4 separate regions of the Mus musculus genome follow, and all the other regions are linked to region 2. The links are chromatin contacts, called in public HiChIP or PLAC-seq and promoter capture Hi-C maps. All regions are on one chromosome and are shown on one strand. Each heading gives the region's core, a stretch centred on a gene start, on an enhancer-like site or on the middle of the called end of the contact. The rest is flanking DNA. Distances are from core to core; before and after follow the strand shown. Region 1 overlaps Shoc1 (shortage in chiasmata 1). Region 2 holds the start of Susd1 (sushi domain containing 1). Region 3 holds the start of Zkscan16 (zinc finger with KRAB and SCAN domains 16). Region 4 holds the start of Ptgr1 (prostaglandin reductase 1).

Region 1 (2,771 bases), core at 30-2,529, 340 kb after region 2:
TAGTGTAAAAATAACTTATTCGTGCCAGCCTTGTTGTCACTGGGTACACATAAACCAGTGTGATGAGGAAAATGTATGTTTTACATCCTTAAAAGCTATTAGTGTGTATTGGCTATTTATATATTTTCTTTTGTAAAGTGATTTTATTTTCTACTGGCATCTAAAAATATGTAAACACACCAATAATTCCAAATGCATTTAACTTTATTCTGATTAGTTCTGCTGATGTTTTCCTTTATTGATTCTAGCACTGAATTTGTGCTTAGAAAAATGTTCTTTTTTTTTTTTATGGTTTCTTTTGTTTTTAATTACAAAATGTTCTTTTATTATATAACTTTTCCATTGTTTAAGGATTTGTTTGTTTTGAGACAGGGTCTCTCTATGTAGCCATTACTGATCTAGAACTCACTTTGTAGAGCAGGCTGACTTTAAACTCACAGAAATCTACCTGACTCCTGGGTATTGGGATTTTTAAGTGTGTGCCATGGCACCCTACTAATTTTTAAATATATTATGTAATTGTATTTCAGGTTTTTTTATGTTTAGGACTAGGGACATTTTTTAATGTTTAAGCACTTTGGTATTTGTTCCAGTATCATTTAGCTAAGAGTCCTTCCCACTATTAGAGATGATGCTTCTATTAAATGCTAAGTTCTGACCCACTCCAGTTGAATTCTGGGTTGTCTACGGTTTTGTCTATTGTGTTAATGTCACCTAATCAGCTCTTATATACCTGTGACATATGCCATCTGTCTCTTGGTTTTTCCCCTGACTTCTTCGTGTATTTGTCGAGATTTAGTTTGTAGTCATTTTCCCCAAAAGTTCTAAATAACAACTGTTCGGAAATCAGTGTTAGATCCTTGAAAAATGTTCTGGTTAGTTTTCCTGGCTAGGGGACGAGGAATGTCTTGCCTTTTATTTAATATTTAATATGGGTTGTTGTTGTTGTTTAAGATACTCACCGGTTTCCACTAAGAAATGATTACTGTTGTATACACACATGTTAAGGAACTCACCCTGTTTTTGTCTGCTTAACTTGGGTTTCTTAGGTGGGCAGGAGTGACTCTAGTAAAGTTTCCTGTTACCAAGCCTCTTTTTTCTGCTTCTTTCATAACTAGCCACCTTGCATTTCCTGCTTATCATTTGTCTACAATAGAGTAATACACTGTGAGCACACATGCTTGCTGTAGAGTAAGAACTCCATGTGATACACTACCACTGTACTTGTGTAAGGAAGCCACCATTCCCATGAAAACAGCCTTTGTCTAACAGCATTGGTTGTGGAGATTTGCTGACCTCTAGTGGCTGCATCAAAAATGGTGGTTTAATTGAAGGGACTGAAAGGGTATAGGGATGCCAAGTGACATAAAATGTCCCCTTGCAGCACATATATCTAAATGTGGCTTTATTTGGGGTGACAAGCTCAGAGCTTGTGAGTAACAAGGAAATGGAATATAAACCAATGCCGTTTCACTCTTTTTTAATATTTAAATATTTTTATTACGTATTTTCCTCAATTATATTTCCAATGCTACCCCAAAAGTCCCCCATACCCTCCCCCCCCCACTCCCCTACCCACCCATTCCCACTTTTTGGCCCCAGGGGGAAAATTCCTGAATAGAACAGCAATGGCTTGTGCTGTAAGATCAAGAATTGACAAATGGGACCTCATGAAACTGCAAAGCTTCTGTAAGGCAAAAGACACCGTCAATAAGACAAAAAGGCCACCAACAGATTGGGAAAGGATCTTTACCTATCCTAAATCAGATAGGGGACTAATATCCAATATATATAAAGAACTCAAGAAGGTGGACTCCAGAAAATCAAATAACCCCATTAAAAAATGGGGCTCAGAGCTAAACAAAGAATTCTCACCTGAGGAATACCGAATGGCTGAGAAGCACCTGAAAAAATGCTCAGCATCCTTAATCATCAGAGAAATGCAAATCAAAACAACCCTGAGATTCCATCTCACACCAGTCAGAATGGCTAAGATCAAAAATTCAGGTGACAGCAGATGCTGGCGAGGATGTGGAGAAAGAGGAACACTCCTCCATTGTTGGTGGGATTGCAGGCTTGTACAACCACTCTGGAAATCATTCTGGCCGTTCCTCAAAAAATTGGACATAGTACTCCCGGAGGATCCCGCAATACCTCTTCTGGGTATATATCCAGAAGACGTTCCAACTGGTAAGAAGGACACATGCTCCACTATGTTCAGAGCAGCCTTATTTATAATAGCCAGAAGCTGGAAAGAACCCAGATGCCCTCAACAGAGGAATGGATACAAAAAATGTGGTACATTTACGCAATGGAGTACTACTCAGCTATTAAAAGGAATGAATTTATGAAATTCCTAGGCAAATGGTTGGACCTGGAGGGCATCATCCTGAGTGAGGTAACACAATCACAAAAGAACTCAAATGATATGTACTCACTGATAAGTGGATATTAGCCTAGAAACTTAGTATACCCGAGATATAAGATACAATTTGTCGTTTCACTCTTAACATGACTTCGTTGGTTTTGCAGAATGGGTGGATGGCACCAATAAACCACCCTTAATTTTCTCAAATAAGCCCTGAGATTGACAGGAACTGAAATGACTTGATGGTCACCTAAGAGGCTGGTTTATTTCAAAAGTTCTTTGACACATGTATTTGGCACAGGCAAGGGATGCTTCCAGCTGCTTGTCTTCTGTCAGATATTGATGAGGCACATGCATATCACTCAGGCCATGAGAGACATCACTGCCTGAAAACTACATACTG
Region 2 (2,772 bases), core at 160-2,659:
CTGCTTGTCTCAGAGTTTTTTGTTTGTTATTTTGAGACAGGCTCTCCCTACGTAGTTCTGGCTATCCTGGAACTTGTAGTGTAGATCAAGGTGCTTGGAACTCACATCCTTCTGCTTCTGCCTCCTGACTGCTGGGCTTAAAGGCATGCACTGCCATTGTGGTCTCAGGATTTCTTTCTATTCAGGTAAAGGACCCCAGACAGACAGACAGACAGACAGCTCTGATTGATAATATTGTCATCGGGGTTATTTAAGTTAACGTATACTCTTATAAAGCCACAAACAAACCTAGTCAGTAGGACATTCATAAAAGTACACTTTTGAATTGAATAATCCACGGAAAGTGGGTTAGATAGCATTTACTCCCATGCATGCTGAAAGAGACACCCAGTAATTTTCCTTCCCATGTCCAAGTCTTGGATAGTTGTTTTTTCATGCATCATGTTTTTTTTTAAAGTATATATACATATTTATTTTGCAGAAGGGCATGAGAAGTAGAGATAAAGGTTGTTTTAAAAATGTCTTGAACAGTGGATTTGTGCAATGACCTGTGAGGGTTCCTGGAGACTGGTTTTGCCCAAACACCTAGAGACATGTTCACACTTTCATGGTGCTCTACTACTTCCCAAAGCAGGCTTCTTTCTTTGTTGGACAGAAATAATCTTCAAGAAAACTTGTTACAAGAGACTAGGAAGTTTATTTTAACGGTTTCTTCCTAAGGCAGCCCAAGTTCAGCCCTTATATGGGTGTATTTGCCTGCCTTAGAGGTAGGGCTAGTTCACCGGTGAGAAAGCAAATGAGGGTACCTGCTGAAGTGGGGAGTGCCCCCTGCACTTGGGCGGGCCCCACAGACAAAACTGATCTTCCTTCCTCAGCCTCCCTCAACCCCAATTCCTAACTCACGTTAACCCTCTGCTCCCCAGTCTCCCACCACAGTCCACCCAAAGCATAGATCTAAGCGACATTCACAGTTTCTCCTTGATCTAATATTGTCCTTTCTCTAATATTGCACTAATCTTAAGACGTGGTGGACTCTGTCCCTGAACACTCCATTTCTGATTCTCTCCAAAATTCAGAGGATCACCTGCCCCTTCCCGGATCCCCTCACGCCCTGATGCTGACCCTACTCTCAGAGCAGAGTTCTTTAACTCTGCCATATATTTCTCTAACCTTTTGTCCCCACCTTAAAACGGTCCCTCGGTTTCTAGAATACACGGTTGTCCTGTCTTCCATGTCTTTCTCACCACGTGTCTCTCCCCGTTCGATTCCTAACGTGCCAAGGAGGGCGTCGTCCAGCAAGTAGCTGGAACTTTTGTTTTGTCACCTGTTCCAGCATGTGCACCCCGGGTGAACTGGCCCATGACTAGTTTCCTCTCCTTTCTTTCCCTCCGCGCGGGCGGCCACCACCTCCCAACTCTCTGACCCGTCCAGTCAGAGACCCTTTCCTGTGGCTACTGCACTTCTCTGGTCTCCACAAGTCACACTTGCACTGCGATGTTTCCCCCCTAGCACAGTCCGCTTTCTCCCCGTGGCTCAGCTCGCGCGCAGCCGGTGCACCAGGCGCACCTAGATCCGGGGACCTGGGACCCTGCTCCCCGCCGGGACCGGCGCAACCCGGCGCCGGAAGCCTCTGCGCCGCCCCTTCCTCGCGCCTCTGGCCTTATCTCCTTGCACAGGGGCCTCCGGGGAGTGGCGGGCGCCGGGAGGGAGCCAGCGGCATGGGCCGGGGTCCCCGGGGCACGCGCCGCTCTCCAGGATGCGGGTTGCAGCGGCTGCTGCGGCTCGTGCTGCTGCTCAGCCTAGCCCGCGGCGTCAGCGGAGAGCCTGGCACGGAAGGTGAGTGCAGGGTACTCGGCGCGCAGGACGCTTCGCGCTCCGGATCTGGAGGCGCAGAGTCGGGGCGTGGAAGGATCATGGAGGCGGAGCGGCGAGAAGCACGCCAGACTGCCCGCCCCGGGGACTGTGGGGTGTGTAGTGGAGGCGGCCCTGCTCCAACTCGCGTCTCCCGGAGTGGGTGGGGGTGGGGTGGGGACTGGACTCGGGTGGGGGTTTGGGGGACCGGTGCGCCGCGTGGAGGATGTGGGAGGGCGAGCCGCTGGTTCTACAGCTTCCAGTCTCCCTGGCTTTTGCAGGACAAATTCCTGACCTGTAGTGGCTCTCCCACCACCACCTGTCCCTTTCCTTATTTTTCACTTCCACGAAGAACTAAATGTTAAGAATGTAAAGAAGAATAAGGAAGTTTATAGGAAGAGTTTATCCTTTAGTTCATTCATCCATTCGTTTATTTAGTCTGTTTATCCATGCATTTGTGTATCCATCCATCCATCCATCCATCCATCCATCCATCCATCCATCCATCCATCCGTAGAAAGTCCTTTAATATCTTCCCTGGGTCAGATGTAACCGTGCAATGTTGGCGTTCTAGTGGTTCATAGTCCCAAGGAGAGAGGCAGGCAAATAGTCTGTGTTTTAGACAAATTGGGACCAGTGAGCGTGGTGGGATTTACCTGACACGGAGGATTCAAACAGGAAAATGAGGCGAAGTCTGCCCACATAATAGCAGAACGTGTCAAGTGCTCTGAGAAGGTGTACTGGTCAGAGGAGAGGACAACTGTGTTTTACTGGGCAGCCATTATGCATGAGACAAGCTGAGCGGTTCCTTGGATTTCGGAAAAGGGGAGGGGTGCCCCATTCCATAGTAAGAGGTCTTTAGAAATGTGTGTAAAAAGGAATCCAATGTGTGAGATAGGTAGAAAGATTGCCTGCCGTGAG
Region 3 (2,723 bases), core at 36-2,535, 500 kb after region 2:
GATTCCCGCCCCCTCATCACTTGGAATGATGCCTTCCTACTCCTAACAATCCTTTGCTCATTCTTCCCAACAGGGCTCCTGGGTCTCAGGGGTGAAGAGCATTGCGGCTTTAGCAGAGGAACCCATAATCAATTCTATTCCTGTCACCTATATAGCAGCCCACAACCATCTGTAACTCCAGTTTCAGGGAATCCAACACTCTCTTTTCTGACAATCGCACAGTGCAGATATACATGCAGGCAAAACACTCATAAACACAAAATAAAACCAGGGCTGGATACTGCTCAGTGATAGAACACTTGCCTAGCATGTGGTTTCAACCCTCATTAACCCCCACCCCCACCCCCACCCCACCAGCGGTTGGGGGAACCTCACAGGAACCATATCAAAAACAAAAGCTCCGACTCTTCTCTGTTGACAGGCCACCACCATCGAGTGAAATTCCTTTTGATCTCTAAATGATCTTTTGCACACAGCCTAGCCTGTGCTGCTTGCATTCATTCATACCATAAATGACTGGGATCTATAAAGATGGGAATGGGCACTGTGGGGACAGGCCTGTAGAGATCACTTACATCTCAGAAATAGGACCCGAGATGTACCACTATTTGGCAGGATATACTAGCCTCTTATTGCAATTAACATAGCATTAACCATCCACCTCAGGACCCGACACCCAGCACGCGAGATGTCATTTATTTCTTTGCTAACCATCAGGCGCCCACCATGTCACCTGGCACCCCTTTGGGTACCTGGGACTCCGCAGTGACTGAGACATGCGCAGCTGCTTCAACAGAGGCTCTGTGAAAATGTGACGCAGGTACTGGTTCCCAACGCGTAGGAGAAAGTCAGCGGCAATTTACCCCACAGGTGTCAGCTGGCAAAGCCTGGAGACCTCCAGCTTATTAGGAACGCGGAGGAAGGACGATCCAGGTTTCTGATTGATACAGCCAGAGACGCTGTTCAACATCTAATAAAAGGATCAAACGCATACACATACATTCACGCGAGCAGACACACCAAAGAATTATATGGCTCAAAATACCAATGGTGGCGAAGTTTTCAAGACTTGAGCACAGGGTGGTATGGAAGGACGGGAAGGCGCGGTGCTGCTGAAGTGCACGCCCCCGCAGCTGCAGCTGCAGCGCAGCGCGCCTGGTGCGAGGGACGCTCTGGGTCCCAATCCGCCCAAGGCGTGCGCTCGGAGCCCACAACCCGCGCAGCCCCGAACCGAACGGCGGAAAGCACCAATACCTGCACCAGCATCCGCAGCCAGCTGCACCGCAATAAGCGTTCAGAACCTTGTCCCGCAGCAGCTGCGCGCGCAAGACTTCGGGACCCACTGCGCCTGCGCAAAGGCTAGGAACTACGATTCCCGGGGTCCGCTGGCCTGGATTTCAGAAACTCCAGTGCTTTCCATAGGCTATTATCTGGCCTGTTGCGCATGGTCACAGAAAAGCGTCTGGGGGGCTCAGCTGCTAAATTATTGCTGCGCCAGAGGCTTAGAGGCCTAGAACACACTTAGGTTTTTAGATCTAAGCAGTCCGGCATCCACAGTAACCTTAAATCTTCCTCAGCTTCTCCCAGCACCACTGTTCATTAGAATGCAAAGTTGCAAAAAATCCACTGAGGAAACATTAGGGATGCCTTTAATGTAAACCATAAGTAACACAGCAAAAACACTATACAAATGTCATCCTCTGGCTTCCACACCTGCCACCATGGTCCAAGGGCAAGCACCCTACACAAAGCTTTGCCTGCACTGTTGCAATAGCTTCTTCGTTTCCCCCCTTGTCCATCACTTATACCATGTCTAGGCAGATTATGTCCCTCCCAAGGAAGGACTGCTCAAAACGCTAGTATCTTAGTTACTTGCTCTTTTACTGTGATAAAATACCCTGACAAAGGCAACCAAGGAGGAAAGGGATTTATTTCAGCTCGCAGCTCAAGGTACGGTCCTCATGGCAGGGAAGTCAAGGCGTCAGGAGCCTGAGGCAGCTGGTCACGTGGCATCCACAACCATGAAGCAATGAGCTGTGGATGCATGCTGGTGCTCATGTCCCTTTCTCTACTTATACAATCTAGGATTTCCTGCCCGGGAAATGGTGCCACCCACAGCAGGCAATCAAGATAATCCCACATAGGCATGCCCATAGGCATGTCTACCAAGTGATTCTAGAGGTGGTTTAACTGATAATGGAAGATAGAGCCGTGGCATCCCAGTATCCCAGAGATGATAGTAGTACTGGAATGTGGAGACATACAGCAGCCATTGATGGGCAGGAGCAAGTTAACACAAGTGAGGCAGATCACATTTAGTAAAGATGACCACATCAGCATCTATATCTACTCTAGAAGATTGTCCTACAAGTATACTGCTGATGTAACTCCTTTGAGAGCAGTTTCTAGATTTTTGAAATTAGGGTGACGGCTCTTAGCTCATAAAGTCCAGAAATGGGCCGAGGGTGCTGTTTAATGGTACTGCAGCTGCCAAAGAGCATGAAGTTTGCTTCTGCGTTTGCTTCAGATGGAGGGTGGGGTGTTCATTTGAATGTTTAAAAGCAGGATCCATCCATCATACAACCCAAGTTTTTTTGTTTTGTTTTGTTTGTTTTTATTATTTTTAAAAGATTTTATTTATTTATTTTCTTACTTATTATATATATATATATATATATATATATATATATATATATATGATGAGTGCACTGTAGCTGTCTTCA
Region 4 (3,052 bases), core at 389-2,888, 450 kb after region 2:
CCTAGCAATCAAAAGACATTCTATACTTGATGCCTATGGAGATAAAGGTGTTAGAATAATGGAGTTCTTCATACAAGGGTGCATTATAGATTGTAGTCATGGAGCAGAACACCAGAAGAAGCAACTCCAGCCTTGAGGAATTAGTGGTTGTATACCTCAGTTAGGGAATAATACGATACAATAGAATAAACAAATAATAAACTATATCTGTCTATTTGGAAGATGTCTGTGACATTAAATCAGACTTCCCTCACCCCTTCCAAAAAACCTCGAGGCTGGGGACACAGCTCAGTGGCAGAGTACAGACTGGACATCTGTGAGGCCTGGGGTTCAACCAAATGAACACATAAGTAAACAAAGAAATAGAAGGACTCCAATTTGGTTAAAAACCAGAAAAGTCCTTTCTATGTATTCCTGAATGACCAGAGCAAAGGAATGAAAAGCAGTCAGTGACAGTAAAAACCGTGGATTCAAAGAAGACGAAAAGAAGACGGAGACTAAAGAAGGGGTGATGGCGACTAAAGAGTTAAAACATTTTTGCACTATGGCATGGCTTAGGAAGTTAGCCTGAGTCTTGGTGACCCATCAATGAACAAGTCGCTGAGATCTGGCACCCATTCTCCCACAGGCTGGTCCTAAGGTGAGACACAAAGATGGAAAATAAGAGGGACAGGAAGGGAGAGAAGCTGATCGCTCAAAAACCTGGGTAGGTTCCCTATGGGGATCAGAAACTCCAAGATAAAAGGTCAAGGTCGCCTAAGGAGAAGGTGGTGGTGGTGGGGGGGGGGGGGGTTCTGAGCCCATCACCTCAAGCAAGATTGTTCAACGAATGTTTGTGACTTAAGAGTTTTTTTGTTTTTTTGTTTTTGTTTTTTTTTTTTAATGAACTGGGTGCTCTCTCTGCCGTGAGCCTGAGCAACGGTCCTCAGGAAGCCTCCCTAACGTTTCCTTTACAGAAGGGCGGTCTTTAGGACAGAGTAAACCAGCTTGCACCCCACCCCCTTCCATAGTTAAGCTTAGGTGCAAATTATATTCTTTGAGCGCTGTGACTTAGGCATTGCCCGGGAGCATAGATTTCTAAATGTTCTGCTTACATCCTTACATCGAAAGCAAGTGTTTTCCCTCACCATTAATAAACTAGCTGTCTTTGGGACTTAACCTGAACGGGATTCTTGATCTGGGGACACCAGGCTGCTGGAAGCAAGCAATGCAGACTCCATCTCCCCACTGCCACAACTACATTTTATTTCACCTTATTCTTTACGAAATATATTTTTAGATGCCATGACTGCACACCTTCTTTGTTAAGGTTTCAGAGAACCTAGCACCGGCCTCACGACAGGAAGTAGTCAGCAGCAGCAGCTGGCTTAACTAATGCTGGCCAGAGGTGGTAGGATTTTTCCTGAATTAACTGTGTAGTAGTTTCTTGTTTTCTTTGCTTCTGATGCAAACATAAATTGTGAACTTAAGCAAAAAAGAAAAAAAATATTTAAACACACACACACACCCCTCCCAATGTCCCTTCCCTGCTGTGTGTGGGCAGAAGCTCCAAAGCTTCCAGAAGTTGCCCCTCCCTGGAGAAGCCCCGCCCTCACCGACCGCCCAGTATAAGTCAAGTCCTGGGCGCTTTGCGAAGCATTCAGAGCGGTCTCCCGGGAAGGAGTTTCTGTGAGCTTGTGTAAGTAGACTCTACACTACTCTATTTGAGCCCTCTCTTTTCTCTCTTCCCTCCTCCAACCCCTTCTTTCTCCCCGCCGAGCATCTAGAGCCTGGTTGAGCAAGTGAGCACGGCAGGCACCCCCAATCCACCCCACCGGTACTCGGCGACTCCTGGGTTCTGCACTTAGGAAGTTAGGGAGGCCGGGGTCGTCTCGCGGTCCTGCACGCCCTTGAAGAGATTGAGACCCGCACTAGGAATAGGGCAAAGTCTGGCTGCCTGTTCCGTTGTGGGTGCATGGAGCGCGACTGCCAGCACCCAGGAAGGCCTGGGCAACAGAGTTTGCAGGATTGCCAAACTGATTCAAAAGAGAAGACAGGGGTGGGGATTTGCGCATGCGCAGTGAAAGCTACACTTGCAAGTCAGGCCATGTACGGAGAGGACCCTTTGCAAGGGGGACCTACTAGACCTGTGGCGACTTCAGAAGGACCAGGCGCTGCCTTTTTGGAAAAAGAGACGGAATTATGTATTCTTAAAACACAAGGGAAACCCGCCTGTGAAATAGATGTCTCCGCGTGTGAAAGTGCTTATCACACAAGTCCCATGACTTGAGTTCGATCCCTGAAACCACGGGTGGAAGGCGGGAACCCACTCCTGAAGTCGCTTTAGGCTCTCGGTGACACGCAAGCGCCCTCACCCACACACCTGCATCATGTACACACGAACTAGTAATAACAGTAAACTAGATTAAACCTGAGCGAGCATGCCTGTTATATCTTGGCATGTAGAAGCAAGAGGATGGAAGGTTCCAAGATAGCTTCTGCTATAGTGAGTTCAAGGCCAGCCTTGGCTACACAGACGGGCGCTGTAATCAGAAAAACAAGTTGAGCTGGGCAGTGGTGGCACATCCTTTAGTCCCAGCACTTGGGAGGCAGAGGCAGGCGGATTTCTGAGTTCGAGGCCAGCTTGGTCTACAGAGTGAATTCCAGGACAGCCAAGGCTATACAGAAAAACTCTGTCTCAGAAAAACTAAACCAAACCAAAACAAAAATCTAAGAAAAAGAAAAACAAGTTGAACTCATGAATATGGGGTGAAATGATAGTTATTAGAGGCTGAAAAGGGCTAAAAGTATTTGTGAAAGGGTACAGAAACATGAGTGTGGCTCTTTAAACAATAATGATATATAATAATAATAATAATAGTTCAAACCAAGCAGATTATTTCTCATGAAAATAGAAGCTAAAGAAGGCGATGGGTATGTTAGGCACTCTACATTGCAGACACTGTGTCCTATCAAGGTAAGTTTAAATTTGTCAATTAAAAAAAAATCTTACTTTGCAGGGCAGGTGACATGGAGGCTGGAGAGATGACTCAGACGTTAAGATCACTTGTAT

What was found. Promoter capture Hi-C pulls out the DNA fragments that hold promoters and counts their contacts. HiChIP or PLAC-seq counts read pairs in DNA pulled down with a chosen protein or histone mark.
Region 1: an H3K4me3 HiChIP or PLAC-seq map of bone marrow-derived macrophages shows a contact between it and region 2, with 5 times the contacts expected there. The contact joins the enhancer-like site here to the promoter of Susd1 in region 2. A contact is called at or near these places in 5 of 39 promoter capture datasets (hippocampal neurons, liver, maxillary cranial neural crest and 1 more), 1 of 484 Hi-C or Micro-C datasets (B cells), 2 of 115 datasets of contacts at active chromatin or transcription factors (bone marrow-derived macrophages and large pre-B cells) and 3 of 9 other capture datasets (adipose tissue, liver and macrophages).
Region 3: a contact with region 2 is called in an H3K4me3 HiChIP or PLAC-seq map of pro-B cells, with 2.1 times the contacts expected there. The contact joins the promoter of Zkscan16 here to the promoter of Susd1 in region 2. A contact is called at or near these places in 3 of 39 promoter capture datasets (liver and pre-B cells), 2 of 115 datasets of contacts at active chromatin or transcription factors (microglia and pro-B cells) and 1 of 9 other capture datasets (liver).
Region 4: a contact with region 2 is called in a promoter capture Hi-C map of embryonic stem cells, with 8 read pairs. The contact joins the promoter of Ptgr1 here to the promoter of Susd1 in region 2. A contact is called at or near these places in 7 of 39 promoter capture datasets (the C10 cell line, embryonic stem cells, hematopoietic stem and progenitor cells and 3 more) and 1 of 9 other capture datasets (liver).

Annotation. Positions count from the first base shown.
Region 1 is chr4:59,095,084-59,097,854 of GRCm38.p6, reverse strand. All of the region lies in intron 5 of Shoc1 (shortage in chiasmata 1), which reads left to right. Among named protein-coding and RNA genes, the nearest start is that of Gm35527, 22 kb to the left of the region's middle. Within about 2 kb of position 1,279, at least 8 of the 459 cell types and tissues checked have an H3K27ac peak or open chromatin away from gene starts, as enhancers often do. A contact at or near this core is called in bone marrow-derived macrophages, where this site is marked.
Region 2 is chr4:59,437,270-59,440,041 of GRCm38.p6, reverse strand. Susd1 (sushi domain containing 1) reads left to right here and starts at 1,409. Exons shown (of 17, transcript NM_001163288.2): 1 at 1,409-1,836. The coding sequence starts at 1,719.
Region 3 is chr4:58,942,190-58,944,912 of GRCm38.p6, reverse strand. It overlaps Zkscan16 (zinc finger with KRAB and SCAN domains 16), which reads right to left and starts at 1,285. Exons shown (of 6, transcript NM_001099323.3): 1 at 1,255-1,285.
Region 4 is chr4:58,985,664-58,988,715 of GRCm38.p6, reverse strand. It overlaps Ptgr1 (prostaglandin reductase 1), which reads left to right and starts at 1,638. Exons shown (of 10, transcript NM_025968.3): 1 at 1,638-1,678.